2 separate regions of the Lactuca sativa genome follow, and region 1 is linked to region 2. A link is a contact called in public Hi-C data. All regions are on one chromosome and are shown on one strand. Each heading gives the region's core, a stretch centred on a gene start, on an enhancer-like site or on the middle of the called end of the contact. The rest is flanking DNA. Distances are from core to core; before and after follow the strand shown. Region 1 holds the start of LOC111900145. Region 2 holds the start of LOC111911774 (protein ZINC INDUCED FACILITATOR-LIKE 1).

Region 1 (5,320 bases), core at 1,353-3,852, 170 kb before region 2:
GATTCTCCTAAAGCCCTTCTTTAGGGGTTTTTTTCGGCTTATATACTAAAATTACGCACGCACCCTCTACATTATGGCTTACTTTAAAAGACCCCTTTATAAAAACCAAATTATGTATTGGACCCCTAACGTTTCTTAATTTACATTATGACACTAAAAGATTTTCTTTTGAAAACTCATTTGTATTTGTTTGTTGATTATTTTCTACTTTTATTCAATATAAGTGTGATATGGCAATACAAACTCACATAATTATAAAACTAATTGGAAAATATAAAACTAATAAAATATAAATCATAAATTTCAAATAACATTTAATTTAAAAAAAAATAACAAGACTAATATATAACATCAACATTTAAAAAAAATACCATAGGTGTTGGATATGTAGGCATTTATATTTTGCAATATGTTTCATTTATCAACATTCCAATTTCCATACAAATTTACCATTCTACACTATATTTAATCATTTATTAAAAGCAAATCATCCATTATAGACTTGATAAAGCTTCAATTTTTTAGATTCTCATTGTCCATGTCTTCTATATTTTCCCTAAAGAAACAAACACCCGACAGGAAAATTTCCGATCATACATTCACCTTTGATTTTTTTCAACAATTTCAAATGCACTAAAAGAAAATGGCTTCACCGAGTGTATTCATTATAACAATCATCACTTATAACAGAAACAAATCTCTCAAGCCATGGCAGCTGGTCAAGGTCCTTGATAGTGTTATCAAGATACGAGCCGCCATCATCTGGCGGCAAAGATGGCGGTTCATGGTGGTCACCAAGGCTAAAACCACCACCTTCAAGAAATCTTTGAATCAATGCAAGTTGTGATCTTTCTTGATCAGAATAAGCATCTGTCATGTTTGAAAGTGAACCAAAAGACTCCCATGCCCATTCCTCAAACTGCTGTGAAGGGTCGGAATGAGAAGTTGGGGTGAGGGTATTTTCGTCATTTTCTTCTTCTTCTTCTTCCTCTTCCTCTTCCTCTTCACCCCATATTGCACATTCACTTGCATCCATCTCCTCTAACAATGTGTACAAGGCAACGGGAAGAAACACTTTGCATTCAAGGGTAGAAATGTAATTCCTACAGTTCGGGATTGGGCACCTAATGGGAACCTCAAATGACCGAACTTTTTCATCAACATGTGCTTTCATACAACAAGAACAGAATTTATGTGAACATTTCAATGTGATCATCATGGGTGTTGGTTTATCTTCACAACAAAGTACAAAATTTTCAACCGTTTGATCATCTTTGGTATCATGAACAATCCCGATTGCCACTTTTGCTAGATGCAAAGGGTACTTGAGATTGACATCATGAACATGTTTTAGAACAAAATGTTCAAGATTTTCAACATGTTCAAGTATTTTTTGCTTCAATGCCATGAGAAGTGGATTCTTGAGGGTAGAATCATTTGTAATCTGCCAAAAAAACATGGGTTAGATGCGGAAATAGCAATCTACTTTCAATGATTTGTTTATCATTGCTTCCAATTATAGCACTGTACTTTGAAAAATCTATAAACTGTTGCAATGTTATCCAAATACACAACAAATTTCTTTGTTATAATTGGGTAGATTTTTCAAAAAATAATGTCCTTAAGAAAAAAGTTATAGGTACAACGCTATAATTGGGAAGATTTTTCAAAAGCAGTTGTTCTTAGGTAAAAGAATCTGCTCACCTGATCAAATAAGTTCTGGGAATCGGTAAACGCATATACCCCTTTGATGTTATGTCGAATTGCTTCAGATAAACCATCCATTAAAGCTAAATATTCAGCTACTTCTTCAACGACAAAGAATTCAAGTCTTTTCTGAACATGAATCGAAGGAAGCTTGTTAGGTCGTTCCATGATCACTCCAATTCCAGAAACCCCCGATTCATTTCCAGGCTTTGAAATCGATACACCCTTGAAGAACATTCGAACCGAAAATTCATCAAGCTCGTAATCACCATTCTTTGACTCCAATTCCGCAATTTCTTCAAGTTTCTCCTCATCTGAACAACAACTTCGAAATTCATCTTCATCGTCTTCGAATTTCGACACAATTTTATCCTCCATTTCCAGCTGTCAAGTTCGAATTCTGTAAAATATAAACAGAATCAATCAAAGCAAGTTAATGATCAGTAACATGCAAAGGATATATGATTTGAAAACATATAAAATTTTAGAAAGAAGGTGAAGTAAAGTGAAGCTTCCATACATGTGTAATGATGGATTTGGTACTGAATTCATAAACAAATCGTTAATCGTTCGCTGAAGAATAATTTTTTTATCTGATTCACAGCAAAGCACTGGACTCGGATAATCTGTTTATAATAAGAACCCTAATCTGACAAAATCTGTTGCTTGTGGCTACACACAGACCACTTTTACTGTATAATCATAATAAAACCCCACAAAGAATAAACAAATCAGAAAGTTCAAAATCCGATTTCTCGCGCTGGGGAAAGGAATAGAATCCTCGATTACTGTTAGAGTTTTGGCGTAATATGGAAGCGAAATGATATGCTCCATTTTTTTTATGGATATGAATATTTACTTCCATACAGCTCATGTATATAAATCGCAATATCTTATCTCATTTATGTGAAAATAAGTGAGCTCAAATTGTGTTTTGTAATCGAAGTATTAAATTTGTAGCGAATACTGGAAAAAAAATAATTAGCAAATTTAATTAAAAAGAAAAAGAAACGATAGTGACCTCGCCCTAACATATACCAAAAAATACCTATATATTTTAAAGCTAAATCAATTATTTATGAGAGAAAATAAAGGACAAATCGAGTCTTTTTTTCCTTATGTTTTGCCAAGATATAGTCGGATGAGTTTTCTTAGGATATGAGTTGGGTTGTTTGTTTTTTTTATCTTCAGATGTTTTTGGTCTTTTCTGTAAACAGACCACGTTTAGACATTAGATTTTGTAGACTTTTTATTTTTTTTAAGAGTACAAACCCAAAAAGTGAAGATGGTATACCTAAAACAATCTGTGCGTCTTATTTTTTGCGCAGATATGGACCAGAGTCTTTAAATCTCTTCAGACATCTTCTAGTCTAAAAAACATATATATCTTTTTTTTAAACTTAGATTTATTCCAATTTTATCTATTATAAACAATTTTTAATAAAAACGTTACTATACTAAAAAAAATTTACGACACAATCATGACATTTTTGATAAATTTATAAATAAAAATTTAATTACAATAAGGTCGTTGGAGCTATTTATATAGACATGAAAAAAAATCTTAATATTATCTTATATTTTTTATGCCAAATTTTATAAAACATTATTTAATATAGTATTATTCATTTCTTAGGAAAAACATTTATGCTAAATTTTTAATTGATTTAATTGAAAAGGTAAAATAAAAATTTAGAAAATTTTCATTTAGTTTATTTATACCTTTACGACCATAATTTGTTGGTTTTTATAAAATATATACGTTAATCCGTACCATTTTATTTTTACTTTTTATATAATAATACATAAAAGTTGATCCACATATTAATTATCTATAATGTAGTAATTAAATTATTGAAAAACTCTTTTAAGTTTTTTTAATAAGTTTAATTAGATCTTAGTTTACTCTAACAGCCTGAAGATGTTAAAAAACAAAAAGTCTTCTTTTTTCATACTACAAACGTTTGATCCACCTTTTTTACTGCAGATGTGGTCCGCAAAACTGCAGACATTTTACCTCAGAAAAAACAAATAGCGCCTTAAAGTAGGCGGAGTGGCATCGGTGAGACTAGGCAAAAGCCCACGCCAACTCGACATGCTGAGTTCGGTGGCCAAAATTGGTAACATCTAGCCAATGAGAGAGAGAGTGTGTGTGAGCCATTTATCAATTTCAAAACACTATTCGTTTTTTACCCATTTTTTGACATTTTTTTTAATTCAAAATTTACCCTTCTTTTCAACCTACGTAAATATCATTCACTACCATACATAATTCCAAACTCAACCACAATTCCAACCTCAATCTCAATCCCAACCTCAAATGCAATTCCAATCTCAAGTCCAATCACAAATGAAAAATGACTTCAATTTTATTATCTTCCCAACTCGCCATTCCAATTCCAATTCCAAACCCAAACCTAATTCCAAACTCAATCACAACCCGAAGTTGTACCCAAAATGGATTCTGATATGGAAGCGACTCGGCCAGAACCTAATAAAACATGAAAAACACCTCTCAAGCAATGGACGACGGTGAAAGAAACGGTGTTGGATCGTGCGTAGGTAGATGTTTCGAAAGATCCGAGGGTCGGTGTTGTGACATGCTCTTCATGGAAATAGAATGCTAGATGATTGATCGTACCTCGATGTTTTTCCTGAGAACACAACACAAAAAGATCGTTAAAGGACATCCGGGTGTTCACCCAGGATGTCGCTCTGACGATTAATTTAGTTTTCTCGAGAGAGAGAGTTTTATGGTAAATTTAGTGAGGAAGAAGACGGATCCTTTTCTTCAGCTGGAAGAGATCCTTTTATACCTGTTTACTAATAGATCGTAGGGACCTTGTCCAGTGAGTGTCATACGTGGCCTCCTCTCACTGGGAGTATTATGCCCACGCTAACTAACTGCCAGGTGACGTTAGTTATGGGTGTCACCTAGTCTTTTTGTCACGCCCTAATTGGTCGTGAGTGAATGAGAAGATCACAGGGAATATTCTTTCCTCGTGAGGGAAAGTGAATTGTCACCCCAATGTTGGCTCACTTGGGCCAAGGCCAGGTCTTCGCCAGGGTTCTGGCGTGATAACGTCTCAGTTATGCTTTTCGTTATATTTAATGTGGCCGCACAAGGTAACGTTAACAAGTCCCTTAGGCCAGTAGGCTTTTGCGTTAATGACATATCAGAGTCATTCTGGTCTACTCACAGACACGTGGCAGGCTGCTACTGATATCGTATGCGGTTGTCAGGGAGAAATTACCGTTCTTCGATAGTTTCATCATGAAACCGTTTACTACCACTTTAGTGGCATTTAAACCTCTGTCATTCCTTGCATTCCCTCCTTACCTTCTGCCTTTCTTTCTTTGTCTTCTTGCCCCAAAGAATCCTTTTAACCTTTTCTTTACACTCTTCAATGGCTACTGCACGTTCCTTGGGATGAGATCTTACTGCCGAGGAGTGGGAATCTTTCCAGTTCCGATTCGGGTTCGTCCCCGAACACGGAGTGCAAATCCCCCTTTCTGATGCATTACTTTACAGCCTTCTCGAGGGCAAAGTCGGTATTCTGATCACCCTATTTGAAGCGGTTCTACGTTTTCCTACTACATACTTCTTCAATTT
Region 2 (5,597 bases), core at 1,997-4,496:
GTTCGTTTTGTTCATTCAAAAAATGCTCTTTGACTTATGTCCTTTTATTTAAAATTTTCTAACTTTTCATGTCTACGGATGGAAACAGTGGGGATACATGACAAAATCTTAAGGATAACACATGATTTTAGAGGTGCCATGTCGAAAAATTTACATTACCCTATAAAATTTCTTAAAAAATTTATACTATGCTACAAAATTTCTGAAAACCCCCTATATCTGCACAAAGAAACTCCTATATCCGTCCCTAAATGGAAACATGACTATTTTCTATTATCTTGTATGTGTAGGTAATGAAGTAAATAGACATTCAATTCGTTACACAAATATTCACTAATCTTTGTTTGGTTACACACATATTTACTAATCTTGTGTAAACATGATGCTTAACTTATGTATAATCATGAAAATGAACATTTTCTATAAATAGATATCAGTAAATGACCATTGTTTTAGCAACTGTCATGATATTTATGAAGTTCAAAATTTTACCCGCCGTGGATTTCAAATTTTTTACAAAAAACATGTTTAGAGCTGATAGGATGATACATTAAGAAGATACTTTCTTATCTTAATTGTTGAACATGCTTTAAAAAACATACGTGACATATTTAGGGACTTATCCATCATGTTTTACAAATTACACAACCAAAAAAAAATTAATTTTCAAGTTCGTCATCGTAAAGGAAAGCCCATGTTCAAAACTTTAGAAATATAATTTCTTAGGTTTACAATTATGCTGGTTATAAGGAGTCAAAACTCATATGAACTAGAGACAATATAAACTCATATGGAGTATATATTTAGTTATTGTTATGTCGAGATCTTATATTTTGTTTAGAATGGTGACAAATTTATTAAAAAACTAACAAAAAGCTAGAAATTACATAGAGAAAATAGATATGCTATGATTTTGTAAGCACCCTGTCCAATTAAAACGCCATCTAGCATTTCTAGCCGTAACCCAAAAGAAAAAAGTAACAAACAACTTAAAATCTCTCAAAACTGTTTTCAAAAGATTTTTATGATTAAACAAAATAAAGTTTTTCCTTCTTGGTTGTTGTTGTTGTTGTTTTAGAACGGTGAGTTAATATTTTGTCTGGAATTGAACCTAAGACCATCCGGTTAGAAATATCTTATAAGCCAAGTGGCTAGCTCCAACTTGTCCTTCTTGGTTTATTATTATCTCAAACATGACACTTTTCCAATGCTTCTTTCTTTTCGCTTTTTATGTTTGCATTGTTAGTGATTGAATTCCGATTCCTATAGATCCGATCAATATTAGGATCTCGAAAAAGAATATAAGGTGCTAATATCCCGTTTAACCATATGTTTATGTTGGCGTACAAATAATATAAGTACCACCATAAACATGTTGGAACTTTTCGTTCATTCATATGTTTATATTTTAGTACATACAATCCTATTATATGATTAGTAATAATTTAAATAACTTGATTTACCTTTTTGTTTTGTGAATATGTAATCTTTAATGTTTATTTGTTTTAGTAGAATTTTTAAACTTATGTTAGTGATCCTGATTCATGTAAAACCCATATTCGAACCTTGCAACCCAAAAAATATAAAAATCAAAATTGATCAATAGCACCCGGATTGTATGAGACATACGTAACACATATTTTCCTTAAACCAGATCCCATTCAAAGTATTGGATGTTTGTCTCACAGGACATAATAGCAGATAACATATCTTTAAAAATACACAAATCCCAACTTAAAAAATACATCTAATTTACCTCTATATATTCTACACCAGAATTTTGTCACCTCTCTTTCCGCGGGTTGAGCAACTTACGCCTTGTGATTGTAGTGCTATTTTTGTTGTTTAAAGAATGTGTGTGATTCCTTTTTCCTATAATTCTATTGACTATAAATTTTAATATATACAAACAACATTGATTTCATGTGTTTATTTATTCAAAGCTATAATTCAACCACATATAATGTGGCTTAAATGTTAATTTCTATAGTTTTCATATGCCCTTCAACTTTCTAAACATTTATTTTAAACGCAATACTTTAACAATCAATATCCCATTCATAACAACTTCTTTTGACTCGTATGCCATATCAAAATGAAGTTATCTTGTAATAAACTATTACGAAGTAGAGCTAGAACACAACTTTGTTATTGGTTCCGAAGTGGAGATACAAACCACTTTTTTCCAACAAAATCCCAATTCCTAGAGATTATCGTTCTCCCGTTGAAGATGGAGATGATGATGTATTTATATTCACCGCTGGATATAATGAATATATGGGCAATAATTTGGGGATGAAATTTTGGATTGGGTCCAATGTATTCCTCAGACCTCAAACCCTATTACAATCTCTTATTAGCATCCATAGTAAAAAGAAAACCAAGGTGTGATGCAAAGATGGTATATGAAATGGCACCCCACACATATCGAACTTGTTAAGCCACTATAAATATTATTCAATTATATATTTTAGGGCTGTAAACGAACTGAACGTTCAATGAACCGTTTGGCGGGAAATTCGTTTATGTTCGTTCATTTAATAAATAAATGAAAATGAGCACACATTGTTGTTCGTTTAGTTAAACGAATGGACATGAACGATAGTCTTGTTCTTTCATTTATGTTCATGAACGTTCATTTATGTTCGTTCGTTTAAGTTTATTATGATTATATATGTTCAATTATTATTTTTATTACATTACTATATTATATGTTCGTTTATGTTTATATATGTTCAATTGTATTTGTTTAGTTTTGTGTGTTTAACATGTACACGAACATGAACAATGTAATTTGTTAAATGAACAAACATGAATAACAAAACTCGTTCGTTTATCTGTTTGTATTTGTTCATTTGTTCGGTTAACTTAAATGATCGAACATGAACAAACCCTTGTTTGCATTTATTCAATTCATTTACACCCTTATATATTTCTATCAACCAAAATATTTCAAGTCAAAATTTGTGTATCCAATATTATTCGTTAAATCATACATAACTAATGTAGGTGGATAAACTTGTTTAATTTATAAACCAACTCTTTTATTTCATCAACACATACCACTCTCCATCTTCACCAACTCACTCATAACATTATTACATGGAGGGAGTATTTTGTCACTTATTAATTACAGGGCTAAAGTCATAACTTAATAAGGTTTAAATTGCCAAATTAGTTACAATTCAGGGACCATTATTGTAACTTACTTATGGTATATATTATTGAGTGAAGTCCGTAGATTTTTATCTTTTTGCCCAATTCCATTTTCCTCCTCCGACTCTTTTTCTCTACCGAGAGAAAGAACGAGGAGAAAAACTCGGTTTGATTTCAGATCAAAAGACAGAAAGTGCGATTTTTTTAAAGGGTTGAATCTTGATTCAACAAATGACGAACAACAGTGAGCTAAAAAAGGAGCTTTTGGAGCAAGTTTACCATGAAAACTGCCCGGGTTGTAAAGTGGATCGTCAAAAACGGATGCAAAAGGGGTTACCCATTAAGGAGCTCATTTTTATTTGGATCGTGGTCTTATGTGTTGGTAAGTATATTGCTAATGCTTTTATTTATTCCTTCAAGTTTAATTAAGAATATGTTTGTAGCTTGAAAAGTTAATTTCAACTAAGAACCAGTTTTTGTCTTATAAATTAAATGTTGCCGATAAAGTACTCATCTTTGGTAAAATTGATAAGTGAGATAAGAATATATAAAATGACATAGAAGAGTGTTAACTGAAAATATACATATAAAAATATATTTGCAAATTTTGTAAAAGAAATATGAGTTTATCAGTAAAATATAGAAAATAACTTTTCAAAAACAAGAATTTAATAATAATAATAAAGTTCAAAAGTTAAAGAATTTAATAAAATCTTTTTGAAGGTTTTTCCTATTTTAATTTGTTTTCAGTAAACTCGAGACATGTGTGGCCGCCTTAGTATATTACTGTCGAGAATAAAACAAATCCTAAATCAAGCAATTGGTACACAAATGGTTCAACATTTATACATTAAATGCCTTTTACAAAGTATATATATATATATATATATATATATATATATATATATATATATATATATATATATATATATATATATATATATATATATATATATATTTCAGTCTTGGTGAAAAAAACATGATATAAGTTTGAAACGTGAGGCTCATTTCATTTTTGCCAACTGAGATTTTTGTCCATTTAAATGTGGGTAAGTATTATGTGGTGTGTGTGCGTGTTTTCATTTTATTTCAAATGGAATCAAAAGAATTAAATTTAACCAATAAATAATTTATATATATGATTAAAATTATGTCGTATTGAGGACACTTTTCCGTTTCAGTTTCTGAAAAATTTACATATTATTATTTAGATGAACATAAAACAGTCGGATTTATATAAAATATGACGTTACAAAAGTCATAGTAAAAAATCAAAGTAAACTGTCTTAAATAAATTACAAGGATATAATAATAATAATAATAATAAAAAAGTTAACATTTTCACTATTCATTTATAGGAAATTATTATTAATGATTTGGGTAAAAAAAGGTGTATTTGATACAAAGTTAGAATATACGTGTACAAATAAGAATAAATCCAAAGCCTTATATTTTTCAACCACGTCTGCCGATTATTTTGGGAATTAATTCGAGTCATTTCATCAAGAAAACGAAAGTAACCACCGCCGACAAAAAGCTCCGCCGTGGTAAAATCTATTACCACCACTTCATCTTTAAGCATGCAAGAACACCAAAAGCACTAATGTTTTCGGAAGAGATAAAAATTTCACATTTTTACGATTTTGGCAACGCTTTATGCTTCGATTCTAAATTCTTGGTTTATCTCCATCGCGGATTTGCTTACGTCTTCCTTGTAGAATATTTTTTAAAAAATGAGAGACGTAAGAGAAGAAAACGACAATGTGGTGGGTGATGGCGGCTACAGTCGAGATCCAATCGGTGGTCGTTTGTCGTCTGCACACCATGTGTTCGATTATATGCCTCACCCAGCCCTATCAACTAATCAATTCAATCAAATCCCAATGTTTGATTTGAATTCTGATATCATCTATCCTTTGGTGTCTCCATCGATGGCCTCTCAATTAGTGACATATGTGATGATGTCATGATCTGCAGCCTAAATAACGATGTTTCTTAAGTTAAAATTTCACCCATTTTATATTGTAATTATCGGAGTATGAGTTCCCTACTTCAACAAAAAGAATCGTTTACATTTTCATTTTCGATCATTCTCATTTCTCCCTCAACTAACATGATCATATCCTTTTGAGAAGAATCAATTTCTAGACATTTTTTGACAGCTGAATTGGGGTTTTAATTTATATGAAATGGGTGGCAATGAATTTAAGAAGCCACTTTTGAACAAGGTATTCTATAAAAACTGTCCTGGTTGTAATGTGGATCAGTACAAAGAGCTGCAAACAGGGTATCCGATAAAGGAAGTGTTATGTATATGGTTCCTTGTGCTCTCTACTGGTAAGCAACAGTCATGTCTAACTGTTTATTTAACTAATTTTTAATTTATAAACTAATTTTTCAATAAAGCTATCCCAAGCTAATTTATCAAAAAAAAAAAAAAA

What was found. Hi-C and Micro-C count contacts between places; a contact is called where the count stands out from the background.
Region 1: a contact with region 2 is called in a Hi-C map of leaf, with 5 times the contacts expected there. The contact joins the promoter of LOC111900145 here to the promoter of LOC111911774 in region 2. A contact is called at or near these places in 2 of 4 Hi-C or Micro-C datasets (both in leaf).

The regions. Positions count from the first base shown.
Region 1 is chr8:193,096,314-193,101,633 of Lsat_Salinas_v11, reverse strand. It overlaps LOC111900145, which reads right to left and starts at 2,602. Exons shown (of 3, transcript XM_023896015.3): 1 at 2,228-2,602; 2 at 1,705-2,107; 3 at 473-1,444. The coding sequence starts at 2,085. The coding sequence ends at 650. LOC111900146 (transcription termination factor MTEF18, mitochondrial) reads right to left here and starts at 71. Exons shown (of 2, transcript XM_023896016.3): 1 at 1-71.
Region 2 is chr8:192,928,620-192,934,216 of Lsat_Salinas_v11, reverse strand. It overlaps LOC111911774 (protein ZINC INDUCED FACILITATOR-LIKE 1), which reads left to right and starts at 3,246. Exons shown (of 17, transcript XM_023907515.3): 1 at 3,246-3,538. The coding sequence starts at 3,388.